Regions from separate parts of the Rattus norvegicus genome. Here region 2 is linked to region 1. Evidence: chromatin contacts called from public Hi-C data. All regions are on one chromosome and are shown on one strand. The core of a region is the stretch at or near the end of the contact, and the rest is flanking DNA. Distances in the headings are between cores, read along the strand shown. Region 1 overlaps Nfatc1 (nuclear factor of activated T-cells 1). Region 2 holds the start of Nfatc1 (nuclear factor of activated T-cells 1).

Region 1 (4,898 bases), core at 1,420-3,919:
GTGTGTGTCGGTGTGTGTGTGTGAGTGTGTGTGAGTGTGTGTGTGAGTGTGTGTGTCTGTGTGTGTCAGTGTTTATGTGTGAGTGTGAGTGTGTGTGTCAGTATGTGTGTGTCGGTGTGTGTGTGAGTGTGTGTGTGAGTGTGTACAACTGAGCGTAGGTGAATGTATATCTTTGTCGCTGTGTCATGAGGTATGTGTGGGTGCCTATGCCTGTGTGCAGGCGTTGGTGATATTAAAATGTGCTTATGTGATATAACACAAGTATTCCACTGGCCCCTCGAAGAGTGTCCTTGTCACCTGCATGGCTGAGTAGGGTGGGGAGAGGGGAACTCAAATTTCTTGAATCCCACCATGTGGCCACTACAGTTAGAGACAACCAGCCAAGCTTCACTTCCCACAGGGACGGAAGTGAAATCCCCAGGTCCCATTGGTGGTCAGTCCCCTACCACATACAATCTATGTGCCTTGGGACATGCACCCACGGTAGCATCTCCTCGGGTGTCTGGGGTCAGCTGTAGGAACACGCATGCCCTAAGTCATGACCAGCTGTAGGAAAATACCTTCTTTCAATTCCTTGGCCATGAAACTGGGGTGGGCCAGGACCAGTGGTGTCTGCCCCCAGGCTCAGTACGTCATCAGCCCTGCACACACATGAGAGTTTTCATCACGGCATGAAAATACCGCCGTGCTGACCTGGTCGGGCAAGCTTCCATGTGGCTACCATGCACAGTCACTCAGCATGGGGAGAGAGAACCCCTGAAATTCCACCTTACAGACATGCCCAGCTCTACATGGTTCCTGCATAGTAGGAGAGGTCTGCCTCAGATCCTGGTGCTGGCAGGCTGGGTCTTACTGTGGGCTTTATGGGCAGCTGACCTCGACATCTCAAGATGGGACCACAGTGTCCCTATAGATGAGCAGCTGGTCCTTGACAATCTGGTTCCTCTTCTCCCTAGAGTGTTTCAGGATTACACAGGGCAGTCACAGTCACAACCCCATGGATGGCACCTTTCTGCCTAGTTGCTGCAGTGTAGACACATGCAGATTTCTCACAGGGTACACAGGGTACAGGGTACACAGACACCTTTCTGCCTAGTTCCTGCAGTGTAGACACATGTGGATTTCTCACAGGGTACAGGGTACACAGGGTACAGGGTACACAGGCACCTTTCTGCCTAGTTCCTGCAGTGTAGACGCATGCAGATTTCTCACAGGGTACAGCTCCAGTGGCTTTGCAACTGTTTGCTCTGTGTCCAGGATACTTTAATCTCCATGAAAGAAGTCTCCCCTTCGTGAGTGCTGGCTCAGTGAAGGTGTGGTTGGGTGTGGCTCTGGGGTTCCAGCACTGGAAGTACTCATCAGAGTGGCCATGTGGGAGATGCTTGGGCTTTCGGGGTGGAGCCTAGGGAAAAGGATGAGGGGTGTGTGTGTGTGTGTGTGTGTGTGTGTGTGTGTGTGTGTGTGTGTGTGTGTGAGAGAGAGAGAGAGAGAGAGAGAGAGAGAGAGAGAGAGAGAGAGAGAGAGGCGCGCAGGTCACTCTGCAAGAGACCAGAATGGTAGTTAGCTGAGTGACCTGTTGTGAAAGGCAAGCCTAGCCCTCAGCCCTCTGGCCTCCTGCCTAACTATGGAGGCTTTTCCACACACTCCTACCACATGTGGCCAATGCTACCAGCCCCCCTCCTCCCCCTCCCCAGGGACTGAGCGGTTGCTGAATCATGCCCAGCTTCGGGTATTCTATTTTAGCTGCAAAGAGAAGCAAGCCGCTGTGCTGTCGGCTCTTCCCTTCCTCATCCCGATGCCCGCCATCCCCTCCCCGCACCTTGTGGATTCCCCTCTGGGATACTTTCTGTCAGTAGAGGCAGGCAGTGTCTGCTTTGCTGTCTGGCCTCTTTCACCGAATGGCATTTTTATCCCCTCTAGTCCATCCCAATGCTGTCCATTTTTATGGCCGACCAGTACCCGGGTGTGGCCAGGCCAGGTGGGCATGGGTTGTTCCCCTCTCGGTGACTGTCATGAATGAAGTTGTTGTGAACGTTTGTAAACAAGGTTCTGTGCTTGCCTGTGTCTTCTTCGTGACACATACCTGGGTGTGAATCTGTCCTGAGCTATCCAGTACCATCAGGCTGTTTCCCGAAATGCTGGGGGCGGAGGGGAGTGTCTTTTTTTACCTTGGGTTCTGCTGAGCAAAGCTGTTCTCCTAACCTGGGAGAAGCAGGCCTCTAGGGCACCAAGGGTTAGAGAACCCACAGGCTTCCCAGGCTGACGGCACTCAAAGCCCCTGTGCAGTCCGGCCCTGCAGAACCATTGCTGTGTTCGCCCAGTCCCATAACCGATCCATCCCAGTGTTTTACAATGATGGTGTCTGGACCTGCCCCTCCCTGGAGGCTGATGGGATACAGACACAGGGCTAGAAGGAGGAAGCCTCCTGCCCCACCCCAAGGAGGAGGCAAAACATCTCAGGAGACTTCTCCACTCCTGAATAAACTTGAGTCGCTTCCACATGTGGAAACAGTGGCTCAGCCCCTACCTACCCTGGCGTGCGACCGGCCCGCGGGCCTGAGGTGGCAGGCGAGTCCTGCAGCCAGTGGAGCGGCTTCAGACCTGCAGGCTGGCCGTGTGGAAACCTTGGGCGGGTGTGGTGGGGAAGCCTTTCTGATGACTCACACTGAAGGGAATTCCCTAATGGTTTGGAATATTTTTACTTCTGAACTGGAGCACAGTTTCCTACTGGGAGCGTAGGGAGCTCCTGATAAGATGGGACACAAAGGCCCTTTCAGGATGGCCGGCTGGCTCCCTGCCTGGTAGAGGTTGAATTCTGAACAGCCCTTGGTTAACTTGCCTCTGAGCAGGGAGGAGGGGTGTCATAGCTGAGGGATCTGTGGACTCATCCGATGGTCTAGGGCACCCCTCGTGGCTGATTCTCTCAAGGGGTATAAAGGACCATCTCCTGGACTCCTGCCAGAAGCAGCCTGCTATGCATATGCAGAAGTCCACTCAGCTACCGTCACAGCGTGAAGAGTGGAACATTCACTGTTTGGTCTGTGCAGCAATTGCAGATGGAGAACCCATGTCTGGATGGGACCGGTGCTTTGGGATAAGATGGTTGACTGCAGCACAGATCTCAGTGGCCCCAAGGGACCATATTTTAAGAGGAAACAGAATCCGATGGGTGATCTGTCTTGGTGCAACATAGAAGACAGGGATGGGGCCCTCCATCTTGTCTGTTGGTGCTTGGCTGGATGGGAGCTGGCCAGTGTCAGCACAGTAGCTCACAATGGCACCTTCTCAGCCACTCTGCTGTGACAGGGGAAGGAGAAACCCTTTTCATTTCTATGCCTGCCTCAGTGCCCAATCCACCCGTATGCCTACATTTCCCTAACTTTTGACCCATGATTTGAACATACAGATCCCCTCCTTGGGGATTTGAACTTCCCTTCCATTCTCAGAGTTGACAGGGCCGCTGAACAAACTCTTCCCTTCACAGAAAGCCTCGGTCTCCTTCTTCCCCCTCCAGCCATACCTGCTGCTGTCTCTCCTACCTAGATACAAAGGTTGCACCTTCTCCACGTGGTTTCATAGTCTTGGCAGGAGCTTTCAGGATGACAGGGGCCACACCACCGTCGGCCCACCTATGTACAGGACAAGAAACCATATATTCTCGGGGGCGAGGGGCAGAGAGTAGCTCGTTCTGGGAGACTTTAAAGCTGTAGTAAAGGCAGCACAAATATACCACCTCACCCTTATGGAGGGCAAGTCTAGGAGAGCGCACAGCTGGACTACACATCCAGAGCATGGTTAGAGAACCTATGTGGGTACTTCTGCTTTGGCCCTTGCGGCTATCGTTGGCACATGTGGCTGAGGTTGAGGGCATTTCTTGGCTGACATCCCTAAGCTGCCAAGGCTTAGGGGTTCACTGTTTCTGACATTGCAGTGCTCTAGGGGTGTCTTGTCTTCCCTGAGGGGCATGGGTAGGAAGGATGAGTTAGAACCTTCGTGGGCTCATCTGATGGCGTTTGCTCAAGGCCCCGGGTGTCTTGGAAGCTGGTGTGGCCTGGTGAGGCTGGGTGGCTCTTGGAGCCACTGGTGACTCACATTTCCACCCTGGGCCTCCACCCTCCACCCACCACCCTGTCCAGCACCGAGGGAAGGAGCTGGTGTTTGGTTTATCAGTAATGTAGGGTTAGTGACAGACAAATGGAGTGTAAGCAGAAACTAAGTGTGTGCCTGAAACGGCTCATCTCAGGAACTGACTTCATTCTGGAGGAGATAAACGCGGGGATGGATAGCTGTCAACCCAGTGGCCACCCAGCTGTCCCCAGGTCATGAGCCTGTCAGCAGGACTGGGGACTCAGAGTCCGTGAGTGGCAGACACCCTTCCTCTAATCACTAGGTCCACACCTCATTGCCAGCTGAGAACAATAAGTTCTTTCACTGCACCTATGAGAGCCTTTTAATATATTTTTTTAACATGCAAACAGCCACTGGGCTAAGGTTAAAAATACCACGTGTTTTGCATTTCTAGGTCCTGATGTGGCATGAAACGGCCAAAGAAAGGCTTCTCTTATCTCCTCAGCCGTTTCCTCTGGGCAGAGGCTGGGGCATTGCTCTGACTTCTCCCAAAACACACGGGAGGCTGGTGGGATTTACCGAGTGGTAGAGCCAAGCTGCGCTCTAAGCACAGCACATGTTGTGTATTGCTGGGGGGTTTTGGGGGTGGGGGGTGGGAGGTGTCTCCCTGCCTCTCTCTGCTTTTCTGTCCCTTAGAAGACACTGAGGTCTAGGAAGCCTTCCCTGATGTGTGTTGTAGCCAAGGAGATGAGTGTAAGCATGGGCACAGGGGTGGACCATTAGAGACACTCTCTACTGTGTGGCCCCTCCTAGTAAAAAAGGTACACTGG
Region 2 (4,898 bases), core at 1,590-4,089, 59 kb before region 1:
AGAAGCCCGCCCTGTTCTTGTTGATATTGTGGGTGTTTTCACACCAAGTTAGAATCAACAGTTGTCTGGCTTTTGGAAACTTTGAGCGTTGGGTGGATACCCAAATGTGCCCCAGAAGGAAGGATTTAGCACCCAAAGACACCTTTTAGATTGCAAGCTTCTGGGGTGTACTTGCCCCAATGATCCACAGAAGCAACAGTAATCTAAAAATAGTCTTGTTTTCTGTCCTAAGCTCCTTTTAACTCTGTTAGTCATCGCCAACCCTTAAAATAAAACCCGTGTAACGTCTCTCCTAGTAGCAGCTGTAAACAAACCTCCTGTCGAGGAGGCCGAAGGAAGAGGAAAGAAGGCGGTAGGGACGCGCAGGGAGCGCGGCCGCTGGACCAGGCTTGAGCCCGAGGTGGCCGCAGGGCCTGGCGGACAGCTCGGAGCTGGCTGCACTCCTGCGCCGCTGCCTCCGGAACTCCCTGCGCCTGGCGTGCGGCCACCGTGGTCCCGGCAACGGCATTAAACAGAGGGAAACAGGCCCGGGATTCCGTCACCCGCGGGGGATAAGGAGGGCATTGAGACAGACAGGAAAGGGCTTTTCTGGATGGGGTGAAAAGTTATTTATTGGAGAGGGAGGGGGAGGAGCAGACAGGAGGAAGAGGAGGAGCGGGAGGAAGAGGAGGGAGGAGAGGAAATGAAGGGAGGGGAGACCAAGGGTCAGAGCAGAAAGGAAAAGAGATCAAGAGGAACCGGGGAAGGAAGAGGATATAAAGGAAAAGGAAGGAGAGGGGATAAAGGAAGAGCCTGGAAGAGTCCTCCAGCTTCCTCCAGCTTTGCACAGCTCGGCAAGTCCAAGAGTGCGGACAGGTCAGCGTCTCTGACGCGAGGTGTGGGAACTCCTCTGCCCTCCGGAGTCCCCAAGGTCTCGAGTGGGCCTTAGTCTTCTCACCACGCCTCGCCGCTGATGCCTCCGCCCAGCCCCGCCCCGCCCCGCCCGGTCCCGGACAGGGGAGGGCGGGGACGGAAACTCTTCAGGCAAAATCTTGGCATCCCGGTCTGGCGACACCGGGACTCACTGAAGAATAGATTTTTTGGGGAGGGAGGAGGGGGGTTCTTGGGCAATGGGGTCTTGGCACCCCCTAGCGGCAGCCTCTTTCAAGGAGTGCAGGGAGACTTCTGCGCATCCCTGAAGGGTTTGAACATCCCAACATCTTCTTTGAGCCTTCAGTTTAATAGATCATGCCCCACACCCCCAGCCTCGCTATCCTCTCGACCACCTATAGTAGTGGCTCTCTCCTCTCAACGCCAGAGGTAGAGAGGTGCGCGCCTCGCCCAGCTCTCTACGTGAGTAGCAGCGGGCCAGCAGGGTTTGAGACATGCTGGGCACTACCTGTGGCTATGCAGCCCCCACGGCCGCGCTTCTCTGCCGCGGTAGAAGAAAAAAAGGTGGCTTTTAGTTCTGTGGCGCTGAGGCCACTGGAAAGAGCCGCTGGATGCTGCCGGTGGAGTGGATGGGTTTTAGCCAAGTTTTCCTATTATTTAACGGCGAGCCCAGTAGGCCAGTCCCACTTGCTGGTTCTTGCTGGTTAGATCAGATTTCCCTAAGTCTTGAGGTGTGAAGTACTTTGGAGCACCCACTGGCTCAGTACACGCCCCGCGCGCCCCACAGTCTCGCCGCCCCACAGCAGACACGCTTTTTTTTTTTTGCTTTGGGGTTTATTTTAAAGCATATGAGGTGTAGGCCAATAGATTTATGATTTCTATACACCAGACGCTCTAACTGCCCAACCCTCCAATCCGTTCCATCCAAAGCCAACAAGAAAATATGGTCGGGTTTGGCAGCAGAGTTGCGCCCTAGGAGATGCGGGGAGATTTGAAAGAGAAAAAGTGTGAAGCGAGGCGGGACAGAATCCTCAGAAGTTCCCCTGCTCTAGCCTCCGGTGCCAGAAACCTCGTGGTCGCGCCTACAAAGCACCCTGTGGTCCCTGCATGAGTCTGCCCACACCGGGGCAAAGACCCAGAGGAGGAGCTGCGCAGGTGGGCGCGCTCTTAGGCGCGCTGTCCCTCCCCTTCTCGTACAGCAAGCAATCCAGTTCGCTCAGATATTTACAGAGTAAAAATGACAATATCTGGCTGTCCCGGGACGCCCATGCAATCTGTTAGTAATTTAGCGGGATGGGAATTTCCTTACTCCTGCCTGCCAGTGGAAGCGCTTTTCCAAATTTCCACAGCAGGGGAAGCCTGCGATTTTACATAATGACTTCAGCATGCAAGGGGTCTCGGCACCCTTCCCCCGCCTCTCGTACCCCCAGCCCCTCATTAAAAGGGAGAGTAGCCTTCTTAGGGCACCCTCCTGAAGCCGCCACCATCCTGGCTTGGCGCGTTCACTGATCGCTCCCTGACAAGCCCTTTCCTTCCCACTCGTCCCCGCCTGTTTCTAAGTCCCCCAACTCTTCCCCATGAGCCCTCTCCCTCCTAGTGTCCCTTCGCTCCCCATCCTCCCTCTTGTACACCTTTGCCGTCCTCCAGGTGCCTCTCCGCACCTCTGGGAGCTCCCTCCGGTCCCTTAAGTCCTCGTTACCCCCCGCTGCGTCCCTTCTCTCCCTTTGCGCCCGGCTGGTCCACCCCAGGGTACCCCTGTCCAAACCAGGGCGCCCCGCTTGCCCAGCGATCGGCAGCCGCTGCACACAGAGGGCGGCGCTCCGCGACTTGTCCCCCGGGCCCCGCGCCGGCTCGGGCGGGCAGGGGCGTGATGTCACTGCAGGGAGGGGGCGCGGGAGCGGCCGGGCGGGCGGGAGCCGGGGGAGGTGTTTTCCAGCTTTAAAAAGGCAGAAGGCAGAGCCCGGCCCTGCGTCAGAGTGAGACCGAGAGGCTCCGAACTGGGCGACAGAGTCGCCTCGCGGATCCGAGCGGCGGGGCACGAGCTCCCCGGCGCCGCACACACCTCCTCCCCTGGGGCGAGTCCCGGGCCGCAAGCAGGCCTGCCACGCGCGCACACACCCCGCATGTCACCTCCCCGCGGCGCGCGGCGCTGAACCCGGCCCGGCGCGTGTCGGCGAAGGAGAGGTCGGACTCGGGAGCCGGCCCGGAGCTGCTCCCGGCGCCAGCTCCCGCTCCTCCTCCTGCTGCTCGCCGCTGCCGCCACCGCCGCGTGGATGCCAAGTACCAGCTTTCCAGTCCCTTCCAAGTTTCCACTCGGCCCTCCGGCCGCAGTCTGCGGGAGCGGAGAAACTTTGCGGCCCGCGCCGCTCGCCGGCGGCACCATGAAGGCGGCCGAGGAAGGTAAGCCCCGCGCCCCTCCCTTCGTCCCGGAGTGCCCTGGCCCTTCGTGCCCGCTCCCCGCGCCCCACACCCATCTCGAGTCCTCCTCCTCGGCCAGGCTGCCGGGGCTGGTCTGCGCGTCCAGGGAGGGGCGCGGGCGTCCAGCCGGACAGCGTGGCACACACTGTGAAGGGTGTCCCCCTGGTGTTTCCCCGGCGCAGCCCAGATTTCTAGCGCGCTTTCTTGCCAATAGGTGTCTCCTCTTCTCTAGCGCGGAGTACTCAAACAGCTTCGGCTGGGGTCTCAGAGATCTCAGCTGGGGAAACTAGATTCACACGGGTGAGATTTGAGGATGGGGTGCGGTAGGGGCGGGGGTCGTCAGAACCAAAAACAAACAAACAAACAAACAAACAAACAAACAAACAAAAAACCCACCCTGGGATGAAGTGAGGCGGCTTTGGAGAGGAAAGTTGACCCTGCCTCTACCTCAGGAAGGCAAGCAAATCCATGACCAGAAGTATTAAGAGTCCTGCATCCTCCCAAGTGAGTCTTAGATGCCTCTCACTAAAAGTAAGGGTTTGGCCAAGTGGTCCCAAGTGGTCCAGGCTTCTAAATGTTTCTCAAGCTTGTGGCCAAATGTTGCATTCAGACAAGAGTTCTGCCTTGGAAAATGCCTTGGGAAAGCTTGAAGAAGGACTGCCGGGTTTGAAGTTGCATATTCTTCCAAGTAAAGAATATGCGCTGGAATCTGCCTTAACCTGGCAGGGCCACAAGAATGGCATGGCCCAGACCTTCTGTCAGGGGCCTTCAAGTCTTCTCAAAAGAGCTAGCAAAATAACTTCTAAAACATTTAGGCTCCTGCAGGTGTCTTTGAAACACCCTGTAAAAGGTGGCTGGCTTTTCAGCAGGGGATAACTTGACCTGTGTAGCATGGACCCAGGGAACCATGTCTCCTAATTCCTTTTTGGCACCAAAGAAGTTACCTAAAATTACTGAAGGCCAGCTGGACCCCTGCTGGGGCTGGGGCACTCTGATTTACAAGGGCGGCCATCCTTTAGCACTTGGAAGGAAACCTTAGCTTCCTGTGAGCGTCTGATGAGTGGGTCAGGCGGAGGAAGCAGTTCCCAGAGAGTCAGCCCTGGACACCTTTTTTATCATTAGACCCAAGAGCCATCAGCTCAACACAAACGGATCCAGATTCTCAGAGCCCAGGTGTCCTGGGAGGAAAGCATTGTGTGAACTTTGAATTAAAGGGGGAAGATATTGTCTCATGCTGCTAACCTCAATTTTTAAAGAGGTCTAAATATTACTAAGTGTTCTCAGGATGAGCTCTTGCTACAAGGAAGGCTACAGTGTTTTTGTTGTGGTCTGGGCTGCAAATTTCTTGACATTTATTTCCACACACATCTGTCAGTCACTTTTCTTCTTCTTCTTCTTCTTCCTCCAGACCTTTAAAGCTTACATTCTTTACTTGCGGGGTTACTGTTCCATTAGTGAAAAAAAAATCTTCTAAGTTAGGCTTGATGGTGCACCCCTGTAACCCTAGGTGTGATCTCAGCACCTGAGCATGAGTTTGAAGCCAGCCTGGGTAGCAAAATAAGAACCAGGCCTGCCTTGGGCTACAGTGTAAGACCCAGTGTCACAAAACA

Evidence for each region. A called contact is a pair of places that touch in the nucleus more often than the background predicts.
Region 2: a contact with region 1 is called in a Hi-C map of Schwann cells, with 3 times the contacts expected there. The contact joins the promoter of Nfatc1 here to the enhancer-like site in region 1. A contact is called at or near these places in 4 of 12 Hi-C or Micro-C datasets (Schwann cells, kidney, liver and 1 more) and 1 of 1 datasets of contacts at active chromatin or transcription factors (oligodendrocytes).

What each region holds. Positions count from the first base shown.
Region 1 is chr18:76,369,267-76,374,164 of GRCr8, reverse strand. All of the region lies in intron 6 of Nfatc1 (nuclear factor of activated T-cells 1), which reads left to right. Among named protein-coding and RNA genes, the nearest start is that of Nfatc1, 59 kb to the left of the region's middle. Within about 2 kb of position 2,669, at least 32 of the 93 cell types and tissues checked have an H3K27ac peak or open chromatin away from gene starts, as enhancers often do. A contact at or near this core is called in Schwann cells, where this site is marked.
Region 2 is chr18:76,428,931-76,433,828 of GRCr8, reverse strand. It overlaps Nfatc1 (nuclear factor of activated T-cells 1), which reads left to right and starts at 2,839. Exons shown (of 10, transcript NM_001415721.1): 1 at 2,839-3,270. The coding sequence starts at 3,144.